Linked DNA regions of Arabidopsis thaliana: region 2 is linked to region 1. A link is a contact called in public capture Hi-C data. All regions are on one chromosome and are shown on one strand. The core of a region is the stretch at or near the end of the contact, and the rest is flanking DNA. Distances in the headings are between cores, read along the strand shown.

Region 1 (6,971 bases), core at 1,880-4,379:
ATTCGAAAAAGTAGCGTGGTATAAAAGAAAATAACATACAATTTAAAAAAAAACATAACGACGGAAATTCCAAGAAAGAATCAAAATCGAATAAAAAATGACAAATCTTCTGCAAATTGAAGGAGAGATGATCTATCAATATAAATAACGTTTGGGAGCCTACATTTATCGAAAAAGAGATCGGGTGGTTGTGATGGTGGAAGATGTGGTGGTTGTGGTGGTGGAAAAAAGAAAGATGAGATGATTCTAAGTGTTTTATATGATTTTGAAAAACAGCATGTAATATATATATATAAAATACGAAAATGGGTAGAAAGGTAATTGCAAGTGAAGAAAGAGAGTATGGTCTGACGCCATGGCTATTTTGTTAGTTATTTTACAATCCATAGTTATTTAGTGCATATTCTAAAATAAAAATAAAAAATTGATCAAGTAATTTAAAAAATGCTATTTTTTACCAATTTATGTTATTTTCCGTTAATGTTGTCCATGTTAAACATAACACCTTTAATTTTATTTTGTCCTTAAACGTGACATTTATATTGATGGAATCTCTATACTTTTAAGAGGAAAAAAATAAAAAAAATTGGAAAAGAGAATGGGGATGAGTAAATTGAAAATGATGTCATAAATAAAGTTTGTCGTGTCGATAGATGAGGTGGACAGATTCATAGGAATGGTCACATTTATGATGAAGTCGACATATTGGTTTCGTAGTTAGGCCACCTGCTCTTCTCTTCATAACTCTTAAGTTGCTTAAACCTATTTGGTCTTTATCGTCAACCGCTTGTCGGAGAATGTGTTAATTTTTATTAGCTCCGACCGCATCAAGTTAGTTAACCATGTTAGTTATGTTTGTATGATCGACAATGTGTATTTTGTTTTTTTAATAGTGTGGGAAGCATCTTTATATATGTCTTGCATATCTCTTTTCGAACTAATCCCTTTAACAATTTTATAACTTTTGATACAAATGACATAAAAAAAACATTCATCAACTACTTATGGATATTAACTAGTCACTTTATACATAGTGTTAGCTTCACCATTTGTTCTACCTACCTAACATTTAAATTACATGTGGTTGGTGGCAGAATTGATATATTGCTTCATTTTTTTTTTGTAAAAAATATATTTCATAATTCCTTTACTATAAACTATACACTGTTGCATGTAACAAAATATTTATACATTATTCAATTGTATGCGTATATTTTTGAAAGAGGTATAATTTAATAGAGAAACACTAAACATATATAGTCGTCAACTTTTTGGATGCATAGTTCGATTCGTTTATCAGTGTTGTGTGTTGTTACATATTTATTCGTTTTTGGTCCTCCTAGACATAGAATGACACTGATAAGAAGTCATTAAAATTATATAATATTAATAACTATTCAAAGGTATTTTGTTGTTGTCAAAAACAAAAACATTTGAAAGATTTCTTACCAAAAAATATGTTAATTCTTGAAAGGGTCAACATTTTGTTTTCCTCACTCCTATTAAATCCAAGTTCAAACCAAATTATATTTAAGTATTTAACTAATGTCGTAAGATTACTATTTGTTTTTTTTTAATGAGTAATTACGGTTGGCCGCCGCATATGGAAATTAGAAAACAAACTTGGTGCAGTTCAATTCAACAAATGATTCATCATCAATGGCGTCACGTTACGTGTCCACTGTCCAATGATTCAATTTCCATTACTAATTTTTAACACATATAACCAAAGCTTGACTATGAAACGTATCAAATTAGTAAACCAATCTCCGACTAATTAACTACTTTATATAATTATAGTTTAACCCCCAAAACTAATCAGATATTAAGACTAACCCCATCTATTAATTTTGACAGCTGTCTTAACAGCGGATTTGTGGAGGCTCGTAGAGGTTTTTTTTTTTTTTTTGTATTAAATTTAAAGTAGCCATCAAAGATTGTTTTCATCTATGGTGGTACACACTTTAAGTAGTTTTCTTGTGTCACATATTACACGTAACAATCAACTACCAAACCCCACATATATAAAAATCTAAAATTTATCCACTTATAATTTTTATTTATTTTTAATTATTATTTTAGTTGAATGCATTTAAAAATTTTCTTTTTATGAAACCGTTGGTTTTTTAATATTAATTTTTTTTACAGATATTCGAGATGGACGAAGATTATCTGACTAAAATATTAAGGCTTTGAGATTATTGGGTAAACTAAATTTATTGCTTATAACCAATAAGATGAATTAGTTACACGTTATTAACTTGAATTTTTCTAATCACAAATTGGAAGTTTGCTACTTACTTAGCTTAGTAGTTTAATCAATTCAAAGGTAATAATAGAGTCTAATGGTAACAATAGATTTTATATTTGAACATGAAGATTCTAAAAACTGACAAAATATTTTCATTTTCTTAAATTTCTTAAATTATACATATATATATATATAAATTTTTTATATAATGTGAGAAGATATGATAACCAATAAAATTTTGCTTTCATATTTTTATTGACAAAAACTCCAAATATGACGAAACCGCACGGTACAATTTTAATAGAAACAAATATATCTATATAATAATATCCGCAGTTGAATCGCATGTCTCCATTGGGAGCCTAATAACAACCCAACTAATAACATAATTATTTTAATACTTAGTTTACATATTAACATTTTTAAAAATTGTTGGCTTAAAATAAAATAAAAGATAAAATAATGAAAATGAAAGATTCTTTTTAAAAAAATGAAAAATCTCTCTTATCTAAAAAGCAAAACAAATTTTTTCTTTCTAAATCTGGACCCAAACCCCATATCTCTCCTCTATAAATATAAACGTCTCGTCTCTTAAAAAAATCGTATAAACTCTTATATACTTTCTCTAGCCGCCACATTTTAATAGAAATAAAAATATTTCTATAATAATATTTGTAGTTGAATCGCACGTCTCCATTCGAAACTTAATAACAACCCAATTAATAACAGAATTATTTTAATACTTAGTTTACATATTATTTCTTTTTTAAAATTACTGATTCAAAATAAAAAAAATAAAAAAAAAAATTTAAAAGAAGGAAAAATCTCTCTTATCTAAAAAAGCGAAACAAAATTTTCTCTCTCTTATAAAGCTGGACCAAACTCCATCTCTCTCCTCTATAAATATAAACGTCTCGCCTCCTGAGAAAAACGTATAAACTCTCACACTCTCCCTAGCCGCCACCTACCCTCCGCCGCCTCCTTTTCGCCGCCTGCTTCGCTCCGCCGCGCGCAGCGCTTTTAGTCTTTTTCTGAGACTGTTTCCGAAGAATCTCTCTGTTAGGATTTTGTTTGATTCTGGTCGTTATCCAGATCAGAGAAATCCGTGATCCTTTTTTCTCTCTCACTTTCTTCTCTGAAATAGGAAAAACAAAAAACAAATCTGATAATCGAAACTGATCACTCACTGCTGATTCCGTAACCTAAAAAATGTCGGCAGCTTCTTCTAGCTCCGTTCTTCACCTCCGAACCAACCAACAACTGTTATCACTCCGATCTCTCAAAAATTCCACCTCCGTTGCTTCTCAATTGGCCGTTACGTCTGGTGTTAGCCGTAGAAGATCGTGTACGGCGCGATGCTCTGTGAAGAAACCGGTGATTCCTGAGAGTCCTTTCCTAGGGACTCGTGTGCGGAGATCCGGATCCGAGACGCTTCAGTTCTGGAGATCAGATGGTCCTGGACGGTCTGCGAAGCTTCGAACGGTGGTTAAATCGTCATTTTCCGCTGTTCCGGAGAAGCCTCTTGGTCTTTATGATCCTTCCTATGATAAAGACTCTTGTGGTGTTGGTTTTGTAGCAGAGTTGTCCGGCGAGACCACCCGCAAAACGGTACTGTTTTGAATCTTCTCATGTGATGTGATCATTGACATATATGATTTGATTGATCGATGACATGTTGTTGATGATTTTAGGTGACTGATTCGTTGGAGATGTTGATACGGATGACTCATAGAGGTGCTTGTGGTTGTGAGAGCAACACTGGTGACGGCGCTGGGATTCTTGTTGGTCTGCCTCATGATTTCTATGCAGAGGTTTGTTTTGTTCTGTTATCTCCAGATTAATTTATTGTCCATGCAATAAGATTTCTGACAGGATCTGAACTTATGTAATGTTATTTTATTGTTTCTGGTTCTGTTGTTGTTAATTAAGTTTTAAAACTGTTGATGTTTTTGTCTATTAGGCTGCGACAGAGCTTGGCTTTGTACTTCCTTCTGCTGGAAATTATGCTGTTGGTATGTTCTTCTTGCCAACTGTTGAAAGCAGGAGAGAAGAAAGCAAGAATGTTTTCACTAAGGTTGCTGAATCACTTGGCCACTCGGTTCTTGGATGGAGATTAGTGCCTACCGATAATTCTGGACTGGGAAACTCCGCTTTGCAGACTGAACCGATTATTGCGCAAGTTTTCCTTACTCCTACAACTAAATCTAAAGCTGACTTTGAGCAACAGGTAATTGTTTTGCATTGAAAATTTATTCATGTATCATTAACACTGGGAGATGATGTTAATGATTACCTTTGTTTTTGATAGATGTATATCCTTAGAAGGGTTTCTATGGTTGCTATTCGAGCTGCGTTGAACCTTCAACATGGTGCGATGAAGGACTTCTACATCTGTTCGTTGTCTTCTAGGTATTTAGCTATTTCAATTAAGAATGACATGTTTGTCTCAAGTACTGAAAAGTTAACCTAACGAATTGTTTTTCGTGATTTAGGACTATCGTCTACAAAGGACAATTGAAGCCTGATCAACTAAAGGACTATTACTATGCGGATCTTGGGAGTGAAAGGTTTACGAGCTACATGGCCCTGGTAAATATTTTTTCTATTCACTATCTCTTTTTTTATGCTGACTCCATGCTCCACCAACAGCATGTGAACCAACGGGGTAACCAAGGAGATGCGAAGTTGAGGAATGACTTCTGAGGCCTCTTAAGTTCCTCCAAAACCTTGATAAGAATTTTAATTTGGATGCTGGTGAGTTGGTAACGTCAAGTGAGTCCAGAAACTCGTTGCCCTTGATATGTATGATAAGTTATCTTAGGCTAAATGATCACAATCTGGTGATTAAGACTAAAATTTTGTTGGTTAAGGTAGTTAACAATTCTGCAACATTAGAACTTGCCCCCAACTATATGCTGTTGAAGTTGTGTCTAAGACCAAGTGGTAAAGTTTTCAGTTGCATACATACACATTTTAATGTTTGATAACTAATGATTGACTATACTCGGTTACATGTTTAATGATTCAGGTTCATTCTCGGTTCTCTACCAATACATTTCCCAGCTGGGATCGTGCTCAGCCGATGCGTGTTTTGGGCCACAATGGGGAGATCAATACACTCAGGGGAAACGTGAACTGGTATGTTGTCAGAGATAGCTTACATTAAAGCTTTCATGTAATTTAAGTAACCTGTTTGGTGCCTTAGCATTTGTGTGATAAAAATGCCCTTTGGTATGCAAGTGCCTAAGAAGTTGAGTCTGCCTCATTTTCATTTTAATTACTGCGTTCTCTAGTGAATTTTGTTTTGATATTTCATCACAGGATGAGGGCACGTGAGGGTCTGCTCAAGTGCAATGAACTTGGATTATCAAAGAAAGAGTTGAAGAAGCTTCTACCTATTGTGGACGTTAGCTCTTCTGACTCAGGTAACTCTCAATCTCATTATATGCCCGTACGATGTGTTGAAGTTGAACTAACTGTAGATCACAACTTTGCCTATGATATTATGGACCTGTGACACGTTTCTATATTGTGTTGTTAACATTTTTAGGTGCTTTTGATGGTGTTCTTGAGCTTCTTGTCCGAGCTGGTAGAAGTCTTCCTGAAGCTGTTATGATGATGATCCCTGAAGCATGGCAAAATGACAAAAACATTGATCCAAGCAGGAAAGAGTTTTATGAATACTTATCTGCTCTAATGGAGCCATGGGATGGACCTGCCCTCATATCATGTAAATTATATCCTGAAGTTAACACACAACCATAACTTTATATTTTGTTTTTTAGATTGTAACTCTTTTATTGAATGTCTTGCAGTCACTGATGGTCGCTACTTGGGTGCCACATTGGACCGTAATGGACTTCGTCCTGGTAGGTTCTACATAACCCACAGTGGAAGGGTTATCATGGCTAGTGAAGTTGGGGTAGTGGATGTACCACCTGAAGATGTGATGAGGAAAGGAAGACTTAACCCGGGTATGATGCTTCTTGTCGATTTTGAGAAGCATATTGTTGTTGATGACGATGCCTTGAAGCAGCAGTATTCACTGGCAAGGCCTTATGGTGAGTGGCTTAAAAGGCAAAAGATTGAACTTAAAGACATCATTGAGTCAGTTCCGGAGGCTGAACGGATTGCTCCTTCAATTTCTGGGGTTGTACCGGTAAGCTGTCGCTAAAGAATTATTGTTCCCCTAATTCCTCTTCGTTACCTTTATTATGGTTAGTTAACCTTTTTCTTGGAAACTAAGGCCTCTAATGATGATGACTCAATGGAGAGCATGGGCATTCATGGTTTATTGTCTCCACTAAAAGCCTTTGGGTATGTTTGTTTCTTATACTTGCTAATGTATATTGATCTGTTATTCTTTGTTATTGGTCTCACGTTTCCTTTTGACATGTGCATGCAGCTACACAGTTGAGGCCTTGGAGATGTTGCTGCTTCCGATGGCTAAAGATGGCTCTGAAGCACTTGGTTCTATGGGAAATGATACCCCTCTAGCTGTAATGTCAAACAGAGAAAAATTATGCTTTGAGTACTTCAAGCAAATGTTTGCTCAAGTAACAAATCCTCCAATTGATCCTATTCGTGAGAAAATTGTTACATCAATGGAGTGCATGATCGGTCCAGAAGGCGATCTAACCGAAACAACTGAAGAGCAATGTCACCGTCTCTCCCTAAAAGGTCCTCTTTTGAAAATCGAAGAGATGGAAGCCATCAAGAA
Region 2 (6,971 bases), core at 2,734-5,233, 59 kb after region 1:
AAATTCTTCTTGGTTTTAAGCTTTCTTCTTCATCTCTACTTCTCTATATAACTTTGAGTAGTCTCACCAAAGTCCATTTTTAAAAAATCAACTATACCATTTTTAGCTATTCTTTGGTCTTCGTTTCGTGTAAGCATTCAATGTTTTTTTTCTTTTATCTCTTTGGGAAACGGGAGTGTGGTCTTCGTGTGTGTGTCCCTGTTTCATTAACCAGTTACGTTTCATTCTCTTCTTTTCTTACGTTTACTACAGATTTCAGAAAGAAAAAAAAGTGTTTGAAGCAAAAGAGATTAATGGCAGATTCTTGAGTCATTAACTTTTTTCTAATTCTTTTAATTAGATCTCTGAACATAAGAGATAACTTGCGTCATTATTCTATGGTTATAAAGATTATGCACTTGATTAAAATAATCTCTAGTTTTCCTTTTTCTCATTTGCTAAGCAACTGTTTCTTTTTCTTCTTCTTCTTCTTCTTCAGATAATTATGCTTGGGAGTGGAAAGCAAGAAAAATTCTAAACTTTATATAAAATTCCCAGAATCAATTGATCCAAAAAGAGGTACCATTTTTTTCCTCTCGTCATTTTCCATAAAAGTAAGCTTTTGATTGATATTTAATTATTAAAAGAATCTGTCTTTTGGGTTTTTGTTTTGACAAATTTTTGTTTTTTCAGTATTGTCAAAAAAGATAATCAAGAAGAAGAAACTCTGTTTTTTTGTTCTGTTCTTGGAAAAAAATGAGGAGTATGATGATGGAGAGAGAGGGAAGGAATGAGATAGAAAGAGAAGTAATAGATGACTTGGAAGAGACGCAAAACGAAGGAGATGATTTCAAGTCAATACCTCCATGGAAGGAACAAATCACTTTCAGAGGAATTGTTGCAAGTTTAATCATTGGTATAATCTACAGTGTGATCGTGATGAAACTAAACCTAACAACAGGTTTGGTCCCAAACCTAAATGTCTCTGCAGCACTTTTAGCCTTTGTCTTCCTTAGAAGCTGGACCAAGCTGTTGACCAAAGCCGGGATTGTGACTAAACCGTTCACTAAACAAGAGAACACTGTTGTCCAAACATGTGCTGTTGCTTGTTACAGCATTGCAGTTGGAGGTTCAGTGAATTTTGACCAGTTGTTTTGACTGTTTGATCAGTTTTTGTTTGGGGTTGGATCATTGTTTTGAGCTATGTGTTTGTGTGATTTGCAGGTGGGTTTGGTTCATACCTTCTTGGTTTGAACAGAATTACTTATGAACAGTCAGGAGGAACTCACACTGATGGGAATTATCCGGAAGGCACGAAAGAGCCTGGAATCGGTTGGATGACCGCTTTCTTGTTCTTTACTTGCTTTGTTGGTCTTTTAGCATTGGTTCCTCTAAGAAAGGTAGAGATTATTTAAGATTCTGTCTCATTGAATTTGTAGTTAGAGATGTTGCGGTAGGCCAAAGTTTGCGGGTCAGTCCGGCCCATATAAGTGTGATATGGGCCTGGCCAAACCCGCTATAGCCAACATAGGACGGAGATTAATATTGGCCAAGTTTGGACTATTAATCCCCTGTTGGCTGGTTTGGGTCTACATTGCTAAGTGTTCATTATGCTTCTTTTTTTGGTTAACCAGATCATGATCATAGACTACAAGCTGACATATCCAAGTGGAACAGCTACCGCGGTTTTGATCAACGGTTTCCACACTCCTAAAGGCAATAAAATGGCCAAGTATTAACTCGATTTTTTGGCAGTCTCTTAGCTCTCTTTCACCACTAATTCTAGAGTTTTTGATTTAAATAAAATCTGTTTATATGCAGGAAACAAGTGTTTGGGTTTGTGAAGTACTTCTCATTTAGCTTCATTTGGGCTTTCTTCCAATGGTTCTTCTCTGGTGGTACAGAGTGCGGTTTCATTCAGTTTCCAACTTTCGGGTTAGAAGCTTTGAAGAACACGTGAGTATTATTCTTAGTTCTATTGACTGTTTATATATCAACAGATAGAAACAGAATCTTGATGATCTTGAAAAAACTTGACAGATTCTACTTCGACTTTAGCATGACATACGTTGGAGCAGGAATGATCTGTCCCCATATTGTCAATATATCTTTGCTTTTTGGCGCGGTTCTGTCTTGGGGAATCATGTGGCCACTCATTAAAGGTCTTAAAGGAGATTGGTTCCCATCAACTCTTCCTGAAAACAGCATGAAGAGTCTCAATGGTTACAAGGTTCCATACAAAAAACACTAGTACTCTACAATAAACTCCGCCCTTTCTTTCGCGTACTTTCGTTCTTAATTTGTTCATAACTCTTTAGGTGTTTATATCAATCTCATTGATCCTCGGAGACGGGCTTTACCAATTCATCAAGATACTTTTTAAGACAGGAATAAACATGTACGTCAAGTTAAACAATCGCAACTCTGGGAAATCTAGTAAGTATACACCAAAAAAACTATAGAAAAATCGTCATTTCAATAATGTATTATCTGATGTTCAAACGTAAATCGCAGATTCGGAGAAAGATAAGCAATCTATTGCAGATCTTAAAAGAGATGAGATCTTTGTAAGAGACAGCATTCCATTATGGGTTGCAGCAGTAGGATACGCAGCGTTCTCTGTTGTCTCGATCATCGCGATCCCTATAATGTTCCCCGAGCTGAAATGGTACTTCATAGTCGTAGCTTACATGTTAGCTCCATCGTTAGGTTTCAGTAACGCTTATGGAGCAGGGCTAACAGATATGAACATGGCTTATAACTATGGTAAAGTCGCTCTGTTTATCTTAGCCGCTATGGCAGGGAAACAAAATGGTGTAGTCGCGGGACTTGTCGGATGCGGGTTGATAAAATCGATTGTATCGATTTCTTCTGACCTAATGCACGATTTCAAGACAGGACATTTGACTCTGACTTCACCTAGGTCGATGCTTGTGAGTCAAGCGATCGGTACAGCGATCGGATGCGTTGTGGCGCCTCTAACTTTCTTCTTGTTTTATAAAGCTTTCGATGTCGGGAACCAGGAGGGAGAGTACAAAGCTCCTTACGCTTTGGTATACAGAAACATGGCAATTCTTGGAGTTGAAGGTTTCTCTGCTTTGCCTCAACATTGTTTACAGCTTTGTTACGGGTTTTTCGCATTCGCGGTGGCGGCAAATCTCGTTAGGGATAGGTTACCGGATAAGATAGGGAATTGGGTTCCATTACCGATGGCAATGGCGGTTCCGTTTCTTGTTGGAGGGTACTTTGCTATTGATATGTGTGTGGGAAGTTTGATTGTGTTTGCTTGGAATATGAGAGATCGAGTTAAAGCCGGTTTAATGGTACCGGCGGTTGCTTCCGGTTTGATATGTGGAGATGGTCTATGGATTTTGCCGTCGTCGGTTCTTGCTTTGGCCGGCGTTAGACCTCCTATATGTATGGGCTTCATGCCGAGTAAATATTCGAGTTAAAGATAGCTTTTTACGAGTTTTTACTTTTTTGTGTAGCGACAAAAAAATTAGCTAAAGAATTGTGGAAACAAAAAAAACAGTTTATATAGGAATTGTACTTTGTAAGTTTGTATACACAATAAAGTAATAAACTAGTCTCTCAATTCTATTTAAAAATCCATGTCCCAAGTAACTTCTCCCCAAAAAGAAACTCAATATTTTAGAATAAGGTCAAATGGAATTAAATTCCAGAAGATATTTGCCAAAATAGTGATAAAAATACGGTTAAATTGGTATATGTTTTTACTGACAAAAGGCAAGATTCTTCTATTTTAAGATTTATTTCTTTCTTTGAAATCTGCTAAACGTTGTTAGATCACACTTTATGTGTCTGTTTTTTTTTTTGTCAATTCAGCACACGTCATATTTGTATTTTTCAAAGTACCAAACGTGGACCAAAATAAAATCTCGTCAAAAATGGAAACCAAATTTTAATTTGATTTGCACAAAGCCCAATTTGATTTGTTTAAAGTCAAAGCCCAACTTGACCAAAACTACCCCTGCTCATCCAAACCCTAAGCAAAATATCGAGGGTAGTTTCGTATTTTGTTTATATTGAACACAATTAAGTAGGTGAGGAACCTCTATTTCTTCCGTCTTCTGCTGATTTCTGAGCTTCGGAGCTATCGAAAATTCTGAATCTGAAAGGGTAAAGATCCCATCTTTTTCCAAAAATCGATAAGGGAATTAGTATATTCGTTCATTCATCATCGTTCTGATGATTTCGATTTGAATCTGTATCTAGTACTCTGTATTATCAGAAATTTTGATTAGTAGCTTTGATGTGTTCTTGTTTTGCAGTTTGAGTGAAGATGTCTTCAGATCGGAAGGTTCTAAGTTTTGAAGAAGTTTCAAAGCACAACAAAACTAAGGATTGTTGGCTTATTATTTCCGGCAAGGTTAGATCTTGTCTCTTTGTTTGAGAACATCTCTGTTTTTTGACGAACTTAGTTCTCTTCCGCCATTGATTTGTGTCAAAGCTTCGATTTTAAAGTTGTAGAGTTGGATTGTTACTGTTAGAAGCTTTAATCGAGCCCCTCGTAGATTTAGTTGATTCTATGTTAATTCACACTAGAGAAACAGAGTTTGTGTCTACTACTTGGTTATGATCTGTGATTGTTGCGTTCTTTAGGTGTATGATGTGACTCCATTCATGGATGATCATCCTGGAGGCGATGAAGTCTTGTTGTCCTCAACAGGTATAAAACTTGTGTTTCTCTCTGATTCAAGGCGGATTTGAAGCGGCTCGGTGACTGTTTCTGTTCTGATGTGGTGTTTTGTTTGCAGGGAAAGATGCTACAAATGATTTTGAAGACGTTGGTCACAGCGACACTGCAAGGGACATGATGGACAAATATTTCATTGGTGAGATTGATTCGTCTAGTGTTCCAGCAACTAGGACATACGTTGCACCACAGCAACCAGCCTACAACCAAGACAAGACACCAGAATTCATTATCAAGATTCTTCAGTTCCTTGTTCCGATCTTGATCTTGGGATTGGCTCTTGTCGTCCGTCACTATACCAAGAAAGACTAGAAGAAGCCAAAGGCTTGCTTTGATGCTTGTCATTGAATATCTCTACCGATCTCTGTCTATCTCTCTTGCGAAAAAAAGTACTGTTACTGTTGTTTGGTCTTAGACTGATTCTTGTTGAAATTACGAACCAAAAATCATTGTGTTGCTACTAGTTTTACTGTGTTGAGTTTATGATGACAGTGTTTTCGACTTTGATGATATAATAAAAGACTGCTTGATTTGCCCAAACTTAAGCTGCTTGATAAAGAAGTGAGAAACTGGATTTCTACAATTGAACAAATATGTTTCATACAATTGTGGAAATGACAGTTTCAGACTCATCCGTTACATTTTAACAAGAATATTGCCTTGTCTTTTTCATTAGTACTACAATAAAAGCGATAAGGATAGTAGTATTGTGTTTTCTCTGTGTGATGAGTAAACAAAAAGAAAGAAGAAAGAAAGAGAGGAGTGAAAACGGTAAGAACCAAACCGCAACAAACTTTAAACCTTGAGAAAACGCAGCCAGACGAGTGCAAGGGCTTTTGTGTAGTGGAAACACTTCATTTCTGGCTTTGATCGACTTCTTCATCAAATACTCTGTGATTGAGAAAGAGTTTCAATCTTGTCGTGAAGCGTCACGACAAGATGATGGGCATCATCAAGAAGCTTCCAGACATTAAGCTGACCAGCCATGCTATTACACTCTTCCACAATCTCATCCATACTACTGTATTTCTGTATGATCAGTTTCCTACGTAGTACTAACGCCGCGATTGCATAGAGCAACAAATCATCCGTTGGCGGTGCTTGTTGCCGGATTCTGCTCCATGGCGACTTCCCAACTCCAGCTCTAATGGCAGCTTGATCAGCCCACATCACTTCCCAGAGACACAGCGTCTGTTCAAAACTCAACTCCCTCCTAAACATAACAAGCACCATCCTGTAAACGAAACTACAATCTTCTGCTTGAAGATTCTCCAAGTGTTTATAAAGCTGAGAGTCTTTATTTTTTATGATCTTTGATACAATGCTTAGCTGTCTTTGAATCCCTGCTTCGTCAAGCCTGAAATTGTGCCGAGCTTTCTTCATGAAACCAACAAAGCACCAGAAAGCCTCGTGATCCTCTGAGATCACAGCGAGGATTGGAGATAACAGATCACTCATTCCTTGACAGTAGCCTATCTCAGGATCATACATAGCATAAGCTTCAAGAATTGCAACTAACCGTGCTGCGTGGTATAGCCTGCAGCTTTCTAAGTGATCATAGTCTTTTAACCCGACAGATTCGGCTAACCTGCGAGCTTTGCTTTCTGTGATTGCTGTTGAATATGGAGAATAATTTGCCCATTCAGAATCCGCTCGTAAAGCATCAAGCCGGATGATACGTTGCCACGTAGAGAAATCTTCGTGTACCGCAACTTCTACTTGGACCTCAGAAGCAGCAGCTACAAGAAGAGAACTATTCTCTTCAGAATTGTTATTACTATTATCCTCCTCCGGCTTTTTTTCATCGCTGTGTGCAAAAGATGAGAGTAGTAAAACATCTTCATTATCTTCACAAGAGTCTGTATCAGAAGAATCAGTGTTCAAAGCAGAAACAACATCTTGACTTGTCATTGGTCCTGTAATCTTATAATCATCCACGAACCGAACACATTGACTGTTTGCCTCATCAGATGGAAGCTCCTCAAGATTATCGGTACTTCCATTACCGCACTTGAGAAGCATCTGACATCGTCTCTGTAGTTTCTCATACTCCTTCCTACAATTCAAAGATCCCAACAATGAAATTATCTATCAGCATCTAAATACAAACATTGACTATATATAGATCAAACTAAATACTAACCTTTTTTGAGTTTTCACTGCTTCTCTTTCTTCACTAGTACTATTCAAATCATAACTGCCATAAGAGAAAACAAGTTGAGAATCTCAACAGAGTGAATAAAAATAACCAAGACCATAAAGTCAAAACAAGAAC

Evidence for each region. Capture Hi-C pulls out chosen DNA fragments and counts their contacts.
Region 2: a capture Hi-C map of seedling shows a contact between it and region 1, with 1.5 times the contacts expected there. The contact joins the promoter of CB5-E here to the promoter of GLT1 in region 1. A contact is called at or near these places in 5 of 26 Hi-C or Micro-C datasets (leaf, seedling, shoot and 1 more), 1 of 2 datasets of contacts at active chromatin or transcription factors (shoot) and 1 of 3 other capture datasets (seedling).

Annotation. Positions count from the first base shown.
Region 1 is chr5:21,697,058-21,704,028 of TAIR10.1, forward strand. GLT1 (NADH-dependent glutamate synthase 1) reads left to right here and starts at 3,130. Exons shown (of 20, transcript NM_124725.5): 1 at 3,130-3,859; 2 at 3,943-4,062; 3 at 4,212-4,478; 4 at 4,560-4,660; 5 at 4,744-4,840; 6 at 5,280-5,389; 7 at 5,573-5,676; 8 at 5,802-5,981; 9 at 6,067-6,410; 10 at 6,498-6,568; 11 at 6,657-6,971. The coding sequence starts at 3,461.
Region 2 is chr5:21,755,346-21,762,316 of TAIR10.1, forward strand. CB5-E (cytochrome B5) reads left to right here and starts at 3,984. Exons shown (of 4, transcript NM_124736.4): 1 at 3,984-4,119; 2 at 4,272-4,369; 3 at 4,603-4,669; 4 at 4,758-5,233. The coding sequence starts at 4,283. The coding sequence ends at 5,008. YSL3 (YELLOW STRIPE like 3) reads left to right here. Exons shown (of 9, transcript NM_001345061.1): 1 at 1-380; 2 at 479-558; 3 at 673-1,108; 4 at 1,204-1,379; 5 at 1,614-1,711; 6 at 1,801-1,935; 7 at 2,020-2,209; 8 at 2,298-2,415; 9 at 2,494-3,588. The coding sequence starts at 736. The coding sequence ends at 3,431. It overlaps AT5G53570 (Ypt/Rab-GAP domain of gyp1p superfamily protein), which reads right to left. Exons shown (of 5, transcript NM_124737.3): 4 at 6,840-6,893; 5 at 5,213-6,752. The coding sequence ends at 5,579.